2 separate regions of the Lactuca sativa genome follow, and region 2 is linked to region 1. Evidence: chromatin contacts called from public Hi-C data. All regions are on one chromosome and are shown on one strand. Each heading gives the region's core, a stretch centred on a gene start, on an enhancer-like site or on the middle of the called end of the contact. The rest is flanking DNA. Distances are from core to core; before and after follow the strand shown.

The links. A called contact is a pair of places that touch in the nucleus more often than the background predicts.
Region 2: a contact with region 1 is called in a Hi-C map of seed, with 7 times the contacts expected there. The contact joins the promoter of LOC111890857 here to the promoter of LOC111890854 in region 1. A contact is called at or near these places in 3 of 4 Hi-C or Micro-C datasets (leaf and seed).

Annotation. Positions count from the first base shown.
Region 1 is chr6:151,400,667-151,403,279 of Lsat_Salinas_v11, forward strand. LOC111890854 reads left to right here and starts at 1,304. Exons shown (of 5, transcript XM_023886935.3): 1 at 1,304-1,650; 2 at 1,742-1,806; 3 at 1,884-1,944; 4 at 2,211-2,357; 5 at 2,483-2,613. The coding sequence starts at 1,398. The coding sequence ends at 2,610. It overlaps LOC111890835 (protein SPA1-RELATED 2), which reads left to right. Exons shown (of 9, transcript XM_052764758.1): 9 at 1-424. The coding sequence ends at 107.
Region 2 is chr6:151,674,265-151,676,877 of Lsat_Salinas_v11, forward strand. LOC111890857 (SUMO-conjugating enzyme UBC9) reads right to left here and starts at 1,291. Exons shown (of 5, transcript XM_023886937.3): 1 at 1,158-1,291; 2 at 947-1,038; 3 at 181-308; 4 at 7-111. The coding sequence starts at 1,016.

The sequences.
Region 1 (2,613 bases), core at 54-2,553:
ACCACGCAAACAACCAGTTTGTTTCGAGTGTTTGCTGGCGGCAGAAGTCGGACATGGTTATTGCCGCCAACTCCAGTGGCTGCTTGAAGTTGTTGCAGATGGTTTAAAGCCATTTGTGACATCATTAAGTGTATATAAATATATAAATCTTTGAAAATAAAGAAAACTTCGAGTCCCGAGCCTTTTGGGCTAATTCGATTGCTCGTGTACATTGAGATGAGGTCGAGAATTTTGTAGTTTTTTTTTTGGGTGTTGAATATGGTTGAAATTGAGATTTGATAGGGTGGTTTATTTGTGCTTTTTTTTTTTTATTTGGATGAAATTTGGAAGTAGAGTTTTATATGTATGTAAGTTGTGGTAGATGTTGATATGTATGCTGTATACCAGATAGTTTTCAATTGAGAAAGGTTTATACATTTTAGCATTCGTTTTACGTATCTAAATAGTTGGGTTGAAGTGTTAGTCTAGTGGTATATATACATTTTAATGTCACATCAAAAAATATTCATTTCATATTTTGCATACAAAAATATTTAAAAAGTAAAGTTTTTATAAAGAAAAAGAAGGGTTTTTCTATGTGAAATATGTTTTTTTGTAATATGATTTTATACAGCAGAAAACAAAATTTAAAACAAAAAGATGTAAAAAAATTAAACTTATGATGAATTTGTAACAAAAATTTTAAATATTCATGCCAAAAGTATAAAATTTAAAGGTGAAATGACCAGATGACCATATAAAAATGTCAAAATTAATATAATCGTCGATTTTTCGAAATTAATTGAATAAAATCGAATATAAAACAAAAATATAATATGAAGAAGAATATCGGAAGTTGAATTTATGACTTATAGGTAAATATATGTGCTTTCAAAATGATCTTGGACATTTGCAGTGTCCATTTTGGAACCTAATTTCAAGATACTAAAAGATTCTTAAAGTGTACTTTATACCGGCAGATAATCCGTAACAATATTATTGCAAAACAACTTTTAATTGCTAGAAAAAAAAATGGTCGATCAATTGATAATGTTGTGAAATATACGATCAATCATTCAATTGCTAGAAAAAAATGGCCAGGTTGTTAAATCCTCCACCCAGTTATATGATTATTTTTATGATTTTTCCTCTAAATAACTTCAACCGCGATTAACTTGTTTCTTTTTTGGATTTTTAGCTACAAACAAAATCAATTTACTTTTAATTTTAAATAAATAAATCAATCTGGATTCTGGGATTATCCATGTCATCACATCATTAAATGTCTGCCACACATACACCATGACTGATGACTACCCCAAAAGCTTTCAATCACATTGTTGATTGTCTTGTTACTTCTTCTATCTTACATTCCCTCCAAATTTCTCCACTAAAATTGCAGCAAACTTTCTGCGAAAATGGAAACCTTGATCACATCCCACTCCATTTCATGTCTCAATTTGAAAAAGCCTTCATTAAAATCCCAATATCCTCAATCGTTCTTCCATCTTAGACCTAATTTCTCCTCTTCTCGATCCTCTCTGAAATTGCAATATAACTTTAACGATAAATTGTTTTCACAGAAGAGGTTCGGAGCTACCATAAACGCTTCCATAGCTGGTCAAACCAATCCAATCGATGATGAATATACATGGCTTCTTGAACCCGTGGGTGAGCAATTTTATCCCTTGTTCATGTTCAATTACCACGCTATAGTATACTTGTTTAAATCAAAATTTGGTTTGTGGATTTGGTCAAATAGGTGATGGAGATTCGAGACACATCGGTTTTAAGGTTGCTATGCCATCTTCATTCGAGATTTCATCCGTAAGTAGTTTCTTTAGACTCATTATCTGAAAATCCGACTTCTGATTTTTAAAGTTTTCGGGCATGATTTGAGGTAGAAGGAGGCGACTGTTGGGCGTGTTCCTGAGAAAGCCGATATAGTAATCCCGGTTGCTACAGGTACTTATTAGTTATGGCAAAATTCTAAATACTTTCTTGGGTTAAATTCAAGAAATAGCAACAATTATAGCAATTTCATGATTTTCATCTAAATAAAAGCTGACTTTGACCGTTATATTGGTTAGATTTTTATACCATAATGTCTTTTTAAGAATTTATTTTTCATAAAACCATGCTTTAATAAAATGATATGAAAGTAGGATGCTATAATACAGTTTTTGAAAGTACATTGCTATTTTTGATAACTTTTTGTGTATCTTATGTAGTATCCGGTACGCATGCCCGATTTCAGAAGAAGGGTGGTGCTCTATTGTTGACCGATTTGGGCAGCACGAATGGGACATTCATTGATGAAAAAAGGCTTACGCCTGGCGTGCAATCAGTTGTCACCCCTGGGAGATACGTTACATTCGGTACAATCTTCCTAAAAAAGATTTATGGTTTATAATTTTTATTAACTTTTTTGTAAGAGGCTATTTTATATATAGATATTTGATTATTAGTTAAAAATTATCATTGATCATTTTTTTTTCTTTAGGGGACACCAATCTAGCAATCTTCCGTGTTTCAAAGATTAAAAACGTGAAGCCTATCACACAATCAAGTGAGTCCGAGCCCCAAGTTGAATTAGAGACGGAAGGTGTGAGCAATGTTCAAAATATTTAAGTT
Region 2 (2,613 bases), core at 41-2,540, 270 kb after region 1:
AATAACCTTGGAGATAGTTAGAGCTGGGCTCCACTGTTCTTTTAAAATATCAAGACAAATGCTTCCGTTGCTATTGATGTTTGGGTGGAAAACCTTCGTCCTGAAAGCTACCTATAAAAGGGCATAAATGTATGGAAATGACCATTTTACCCTTGAGGAAATGTGGAAGGAGAGGGTTACCTTAGGTGGCTTAAATGGATAATCCGGAGGGAAATGGATAGTAACAAGAAAGACTCCACCAGAATAAGGACTATCTGGAGGACCCATGATTGTTGCTTGCCAATGAAACATGTCTTCTGCCACTGGGCCTAAAATTAAATTTACAAAGGTAAGAATGCAATCAAGAAAAAAGAATTGATGATTTTCTTTTTTCATATATAGAAGATACATAAAGATGATTAGATGATACACCCTTGGAGATTTAAACAGAAACAAGAGAAATGATAGGGATCAGAAGAGAAGAGATTTAGGTGTTGTTTCTTTTTGACTTGATGGACTTAATAGGGACATGACTTAATGGAGATGGTAGACAAGAAGGTTTTTGGATGATCTGATTCTGATCTAGAAGCTAAATGACATGGTATGCCCATAATGATAATCCATTTCGTTGGGGATTCACAGGTGAAAACCTTGATAAAGCACAAATTGATCATGATCTATATCATATATCATCAAACGAGCAAACCTAGATAAAGAATTGATTCTCTCACACCTAAAACAGACGACTTTTCTCGACATATTAGACCATCTACCTCAAAATTTCAACAGAATCGCGAAGCAAAAACCTGTAATTTAGCTTTTCCACCAAATCAAAGCAAAATTCGAGCCACAGAAAGCTAGAAGACTCTCAACACAGAAGATTAAAGATCAAAAACATACGTTCACCAAAAATAAAAAGAAAAATAAATCGAACACAGGATCTAACAGATCGATATCTATGATGTACCTGCGCTGCAAGAGGTAGGAGGATCTTTCTGAAGATCCTTGAGCTCTTTCAAGATCCGCTTCGAAGCCATCGCTCAACACCACAAGGAAATCCTGGATTTTCAGCAATTTATACAAACCCTAACTCAAATTAGAAGACGTAATAGCTACTCACGTTATATACATTAGAGATCGAGGAGATAATCGAAAGAAAAAAAAGCAGATTCAATCACCTTGAAGATCCCCTCACCCCTGGTTATCAAGATTCCGTGAATAACCGGAGGAAAATGATTGTGTTTGTAGAAAATGGCTTTATATAGATACCCTCTTTCAGAGGGTGAGTAAAACGACGGAATGTAACGTTGATATTGTTATTTTCGGTAAAAGAGTTATACATGTGTGTAAGATATAAAATCTGTTACTATTATTTTCTGTAGTTGAATAAAAAATAGTTAATTTTTAAAGATATTAACATAAATTACTACATGATTTTCAACTAAATTATGTATTGCTATGTTGTTTTATCGAAATTGTATTTCAGTTTTGGTATGTTTATTTATTTTTTGTTATCTTCCGGTTGTTAGCATTTTTGTGTCCAAAAGCGACGTTTTTAACATTTATACTCAAATCAACATTACACATGTTTTTCTGTGTGCTATGTTTGATGGGTTTAACCCAAAATTTTATTTCCAAGCCATATGTTATGTATGTATGTAAGAGAAATTAAATATTCTTTTACTTTTTTTTTTTCCTATTCATCTTCCTATCCATTTGAAATTATAACAAATGTATTAAAATATGATTAATATTATTCAAATATGGTACTTGTCACTATTTCACCTAGGTTATTCTCTATATGTAATATATGTGTCTCAAATGTCGGATTTTATATGTGTTTAGTTTGGATTTTGGATATTTTTAATTCTTTCAACCTCATACATTGGCTCATTATAATTACTTGGTTAATGACTAAAAAGACGTGTCATATGAAATGAGTTCAAAATGTACTACGTGATGGATAAAAGGAGTTTGAAATGTCATCTAACTGAGATTCCAAAAGACACACACAAAAAATAATAATAATAATAATAATAATAATAATAAATAATAAATAATAAATAAAAAAAAGATAATGATTTCATGCAGTCATTTAGTGTATATCCATACCTTTTATATCTTTGTGTTTCTAAATATATGGATTAAAATGAGTTTGTTAAGAGGATATAAGGAATCAAATTATTATAGATAAATTAGATAACTATTTTAGATCTTTGTGTTTCTAAATATATAGATTAAATGAGATTGTTAAGAGGATATAAAGAATCAAACTATTATGGGAATTGATTCGTACACAACAAAAAAAAATTCCGTACACAACAATTTGTGCATTAAAGTGCTGTATTTTACAACTCCATAAAACATGAATTATTGTGTATGGAGAAAATTGTTGTGTACAAATCACTTCCCTAACTATTATAAGTCAAATTTGATAACTATTTAATATCTTTGTGTTTCTGAATATATATGGATTAAATGAGTTTGTTAAGAGGATATAACGAGTCAAACTATTATGGTCCAATTAGATAACTATTTTATATCTTTGTGTTTCTAAATATATATGGATTAAAATGAGATTTGTTGATAGGATATAACGAATCATACTATTATATGTCAAATTAGATAACCATT